2 separate regions of the Capsicum annuum genome follow, and region 2 is linked to region 1. Evidence: chromatin contacts called from public Hi-C data. All regions are on one chromosome and are shown on one strand. Each heading gives the region's core, a stretch centred on a gene start, on an enhancer-like site or on the middle of the called end of the contact. The rest is flanking DNA. Distances are from core to core; before and after follow the strand shown. Region 1 overlaps LOC107851236 (MADS-box protein SOC1). Region 2 has its middle 89 kb from the start of LOC107851236.

The links. A called contact is a pair of places that touch in the nucleus more often than the background predicts.
Region 2: a Hi-C map of bud shows a contact between it and region 1, with 1.9 times the contacts expected there. The contact joins two enhancer-like sites. A contact is called at or near these places in 4 of 5 Hi-C or Micro-C datasets (bud, leaf and placenta).

The regions. Positions count from the first base shown.
Region 1 is chr12:187,145,834-187,149,127 of UCD10Xv1.1, forward strand. LOC107851236 (MADS-box protein SOC1) reads left to right here. Exons shown (of 8, transcript XM_047401088.1): 6 at 35-76; 7 at 1,155-1,198. Among protein-coding and RNA genes, the nearest start is that of LOC107851236, 41 kb to the left of the region's middle. Within about 2 kb of position 1,623, at least 3 of the 5 cell types and tissues checked have an H3K27ac peak or open chromatin away from gene starts, as enhancers often do. A contact at or near this core is called in bud and leaf, where this site is marked.
Region 2 is chr12:187,194,007-187,197,300 of UCD10Xv1.1, forward strand. No RefSeq gene overlaps it. Among protein-coding and RNA genes, the nearest start is that of LOC107851236, 89 kb to the left of the region's middle. Within about 2 kb of position 1,680, at least 4 of the 5 cell types and tissues checked have an H3K27ac peak or open chromatin away from gene starts, as enhancers often do. A contact at or near this core is called in bud and leaf, where this site is marked.

The DNA.
Region 1 (3,294 bases), core at 373-2,872:
TTTGTAAGTTTTTTTTTTTGTTCTTTTGTCCCAGGAAAAAGTCCTAGTGGAAGAAAATGCAGAATTGCGAGAAAAGGTGAGACATTGCATTGTAACTAACTTTTTCTAATTTTTTATTTTTTTTTTGAATTTAAAAAATATGTGTGACGCGTTTAAGATCAAGAGGAAAACAAGATTTAAAAATATTTTAATAATATTTCTAATGATCAAGTGTGATTATATATATATATATATATTATTTATTATATAGAAAGGTGATCAAGTGGACGACCAAGGGTAGTTTAGTAAATATGACTTATTTCAAGGGCAATTTAATAAGTTAATGAAACTCAATATATTTTTTTATTATATTATATTTATATTATTTGTTATATAGAAGAGTCATAACTAGGACGAACAAGGGCAAATTTGTCAATTAACAAAAAGTCTACCTTAAACTTATTGTACATCATGCAAAGAGTAGGGAATTTCAGAAAAAAAAAATGCATGTTTTAGAAAAATTCTAATGACTATGATTTGAAAATTTTTTAAAAAATCAATTGACATCTTAAAGGGGGTGGGGCCCACTATTTTTCTTCAAAAGGTTATGGAGAAGTTCTTTTCTTCAAATTTTCTTTATGTGATAGCTTTAGAATTCATGATCATACATTTTTTTTCTTTTTTTCTTATTTATTTAAATAATATACTTGAATCAAATGAAAAAAATAATTTTAAATTTAAAGAGAAAGTATATTTGAAGTTTGTTCCATTTAAATATTTTTAATTTTGATTTCAGACAAACTTTCTCTGCTCTTATCCAAAATCACGGAATAAATATTGTGAAGTTTTTTCATGTATCTTGAATTCGATGTCTAATCAAAGTTATATAACTTGAAATATTGGAAAACGTAGTTTATCTATGGATGTATAAATACTCACATATGTTCCATAAATGATAAAAAGTAAAATTATTTTTGGCCACACATTTAATTACATAAAGTAGTTATTACTATATTATATTTTTTTTATAAAGGTAATGTAATAGTTATTAGAGTAAATACATAATTACCCCTCTGATGTTGGCCGAAATTTTTAAAAAGACACTTAAACTTTGTATTCGACCTATTACCCTACGATTCTTCTTTATTCCTTTGCAAATACATCATTTTTCGCAGAATTTCAGTCACACCAAAGAGAGTGCAATGCACGCGTCAATCAGGTGGTGCCACATGTAATTACGTTTAATTTCATTTTTTTTATATTTTTTAACAAAATTTTCCTTTTAATTTTATTCATCAATTAATCAATTTTTATTTTTTCTTCTCCGATTCTCCATTAATCAATCTCCATATCTTCTTTCTCAATTCTCAATTAATCAATCTTCATTTTTTCTTCCCCAATTCTCCATTAACAACCATTACTCTCTTTTTCTCTTCTTTTTTCCCAATTCTCCATTAAAGCTAGAAAATTTCAGAATTTTTTTTTTTTTCCTTAATGAATCAAACTAGTGGGATACAAAATCATGTATTGACTTTAATATCTTCTTAATTTGTTGAAAAGTTGTGAAATCAAGTTTCCTTTTTGTGATTATAGTTGTTTTTCGTATTGAACACCATATACTTGAATCATAAAACTCCATTAATGGAGCTTTAATGGAGTAGTTGAAGAAGACAATAGTATTGAAATCTCATTACTCATTAGTACGGAGTAATTTCTTCTCTCTTCTCCATCAATTTTCATTAATGGTTTATGAATATTTGACGGAAACTAAAAATTTTAACTTCGGAGAAAATCGAGTGACACAATTAATGAAGATTAATGGAGAAGAAAAAAAAGAGGAAGAAGAAGAAGGAAGTAGAAGAAGAAACGAAGGAAGAAGATGGAAAATGAAGAAAAAAAATGAAGAAGATGGCAAATTAAATGAAAGAAGAAGATGGAAAATGAAGAAAAAAGAAAACTAAAATACAAAATTAAAAAAGTGGGTCCTTTTTATTACATGTGACACATTTTAATTCGCTAGTTCAATTTTTTTTTCATTCACGTGCTTCAAGTGCGTGTAGACACGCAGGATCAAAATTTTGATCAAAATAGTGCATTCAAAATGGTTTAGGTAAGATTCGTGGGGTAATAGGTCGAAAGTATAGTTTAGGTGTCTTTGAAAATCTCGGTCAACATCAGGGGGGTAATTATGTATTTACTTTAGTTATTACTATATTATGGTAAAATAATAAAAAAAAAAATACTCATAATTATTAAATAGGCGTGTATCTATTATACACAATAAGTGAATCCCTCTATAATTTCAAAACTTCACGTGATACATATCAGTACAAAGATTTACAGTGCATATAAATTATGAAAACATAATTACTTACTAATTATTTGTTAAAATTATTTTAAACAACTTATTTAAAATATAATATTAACTAGCTCATGTTAAATTACTACAGTATATATCTTGTTAACTTTTGTTAATTTTTTAGATTCTTCTTAGTTAAGATAGAATATTTCCTCATTAGATAGACAAATTATTTTAAAAGAAATTTCTTGTTTACTATATTAAATTAATCTCTTATTTTTGACGTATATAAGATAAGACATAAAAGCAATCTTTTAACATTATGATTCATTAAAACTTTCATCCATGTCCTTATTTTCGATTGTTAAACACACATGAAATGAATTTAAATATATTTAAAATCAATTTATGGATTAGTATTCTTTATTGCTTCGTATGATTCTATAAAAAAATGTTAATAAATAGATATTTATAATTTTAATTTATTCTCTTGTATAATTTTTAAATAAAGTAGAACATTATAATTAGTTGTTTAATATCTGAGAATGCGTTTGATCTGATAATAAATAAGCACTAGAATGTATGATATTTTAATGTTAATTATGAAAACTTAAATAATTTGTAAGATATCATTTGATTTTATAAAAATAAGAAGTTATATTTTATTATATAGTGTGATTTCTACTTATACTTTCTATTGTGTTTATTCAAAAATATTAATAATTATTTTCAAAAAAAAATAATTAAAAGGGAGAATCCAAAGATTTGGTAGTACTTAGTTGGATTTCAACTAATGCTTAACCAAATATTTTGTCATCTTCAGTTAGATTGCAACTAATGTTTATCAATTACCTTAAAAGATTTTTTTTTTCTAAATTTACCCTTTTTGGCATTTTTTTAACTTATTATTTCATATTAATTTGTTTTGTTTCCTTTTTTATATTATCCTTGATTAAGTTTAATATTACTTCACTCGCCATTATACAATAACTAAAAAAAATAAATTATTTTGGTAA
Region 2 (3,294 bases), core at 430-2,929, 48 kb after region 1:
TCGTCGGATTGAAATTTTCGATCAATTAAAATCAACCATTTTTTATTGTTCTCAATAAAATTGATAATGAAATGGTTCTTCACATTACTATTCTATCAATAAAAAAAATTGAGGTATTTATATCAATAATGGTGAATTAGATGATGAAATTGATGGTGGTGGGTCGATTGATGAAATTGATGATGGCACTGATGAAATTAGTGATTGCAGGTGATGAATTGGTTGCTATAGGAGTTGTTGAAATTGATAGTAGTGAGTTAAGTGAAGAAAAAAGTGATGAAATTGAATGAAAAATCAACAATGGAGTAAAAAGAAAAATCAAATTGATGAAGAAAGTTCTTCGAAAAATAGAAGTTTCAATCACTATTAAAAATTGATTGGAAAAAAGAGAAGTAGAAGATAACAACAAGTGGGGTGTAAAGAAGAAGATTTGTGAAGGAGGCGGGGGTGAGAGGTGGCGGGTGGGGTGGTGGTGAAGAAGAGGATGCTTGGTAGGGAAGAAGATTTTAATTTTTTTAACTTTTTTTCTTTAATTATATTACCCACGCTCCATCTTTTATTTTAATTAATTATTTTTTGCCACGTCAGTTTTAGGGTGCATAAAAATTCACTTTTAAGTAGTTCATGTGTGTATTAGGTCGCTTTAATAGTTGAAGTGTGTCTTCGACTTTTCAAATATAGTTTAGAATGAAAATGATGTCTTTTCCCTTATAAAAAATATCCTTAATGGCTTATGAGAACAGTTCAAATATATAGTGGTGTGCATCGGTCGGTTCAGTTCGATTTTACATATTATCGATTCGGTTTATCGATTTTTGATTTTTAAATATGCTAAACCAATAATCAAACCAATAAGATATTTTTTATCGGTTTTTAATTTATCGGTTTTTAGTCCTTAACAGTTCAGTTTTTGGTGTAACCGATAAGAAAATACTCATAAAATAGAAATAGTAGTAACTAACATGAAAAAAATCAAATCTTAGTTGCAACCAAAAATCCTACATGACGTGTTTTAATTTACAAGAATCTTCAAGTTTGAACTAAATGTTGTTAGGAGAAATTAAGAGTTTGTAAAATTGAAATAATAGGTTTGCTAATTTGTAGAAATTAAAGAGAAATTAATATATATATATATATATTGGGTTATCGGTTTACCCAATAACCAAATAAGAAAAGATCGAAGCGAACCAATAATTCAATAATTTTTTTTATAAAATCATTAAAAAACTGTTAACTCAATAATAATAAACCAATAATATTTTTATCGATTCGGTTTATCGGTGGGTTCGTTTTTGCATACCCCTACAAACAAATATAGATGACTTTTTGGTCTTTATAAACTAATACTAAACCAACACAATCTGAGAAGTGACAACCAATTTTCTCCCTCTCTCCTCCGCTTCATCCCCACCTTCTCTGACTCCTCTGTCATTCCATTTTAATACAGTATCAAGTAAAAGGACGCCATGGCTATAATCTACTTATATTAGCTAAAAGAAGTTTTCACGTTTGATATCAAAATCAATTCGATCTTACCCGATTTCTTTGCTTGTATTTTGTTTAAATATTTTGAGACAGTCTTGGAAAGATTCATTATAACATCAATGAAGTTACATATGTAATCAATGACCTCTTTTTCTTATCAAAATGAGTTTAATTTTTGAAGTCAGTGTCAATGGAGCTTCCGGCTTACAAATTACAGCTGAATTCAAAATCAAATGAGAAACGGGGAGTTGAAAGAGCCTTGAATGGGTAAAATTATAATTGTAGAGGAAGGTGTTTTGGGATGATACAGAGAAGAGGAAAATGAAATTGAGGATATTGGGGTTGAAATTATCAACAGGTCACTGGTTTTAGTTAGTTGGTAGTAAAAAATAGCAAGGGCTTTTAAGAAAATAAAAAAATAATTATTTTGTTAATATTCTTTTTATGTAGTATGTTAGCAATATATATATATATATATATATATATATATATATATCTTTCTCTTCAGTTTTAGATATTTTAGCAACAGACAGATAATAATAATATAATATAATATATATTGATAGACAGATAAATAATAATAATATAATATAATAGACAAATATTAGATATATATAATAATGAACAGATAATAGATATATAATAATAAAGCGTATATAAGTAATATAAGTGAAGCAAAAATAAATAAATAATTAAAACAGGTAAGTGGAAATGAGAAAATAAAGCAACGTTAATGTGGATCTATTTTTTATATGGAGCAAAATCCTACTCAGTACTCCCTCCTTCGTTGTTCTTAGTCTAGTGTAAGTGTCCAAGTCATAAAGATCAAAGTGTATTTTCTTCCAAAAATAAAATATTTTTACATTTTTTTGTTTTTTGATTTTTTTTTCTAGTTTTTTTTTTAAATTTATACCCTGTTCATCTCTTTCTCTTCAGTTTTAGGTATTTTAGCAATATCTTCTTTAATCACACTCCGGGAGAATAACAACGGTCCTTTTTTTATCTTCTGTGGACTTTTCAAATCCATAGGAATTTACAGATTAATCCATCGTTATTGCTAAAATATTGAGAGAATAACCATACACTGGGGGCATGTTTATAATTAATTTACTAATTTTACAAGATCAGAAAACTGGCGGTTAACCGCCGACAATCCAGATCTTATAATATTAAAGACACATCTACTAATAATTAAATATGTATTAATAAGTAATGAATTTTACAAGATCGGAAAACTGACGGTAAACCGCCGGCGATCCAGATCTTATAATATTAAAAACACAACTGAAATAAAATATGAACTTGATTAATTCAAACATAATTTACAATCTTGGGAGAAAAATACAAAGATCTATGTAACGACTACTTACATGTCTTAAGGAAGAAGTGAGATTTCCCTATCGGGAGTCCCCTGAAAACTTGTCAGCTACCGAAAATAAAGAACTAAGAAACTAATATAGACTTTTTACACAGTCCTTTTTTTTTTTTTAACTAACTTACAAGCTTTGAAAACTAAGAAATTTTTGAAAAACTAAGAACTTTCTCACTCTTGATTTTTTCTCTCTAGCTACTTTATTTAAATCTTCCAAAGGAGGTATTTATAGGCATTTGTGGACTTCAAATATACTTTATGAATTTCAAATCCTTTTATATTTGATAAGACTTTAGCAAGACTTTTGGCAACTTGGGTGGGGCCTACAATCACATGGTTATGTCTTTACTTTTTTCGTCTATTTATTTATCTGTTACATCATTGCATACGTCTGTAATTTTGTCTTTCGTGGATATTGTCATTGCTTACATATCCAG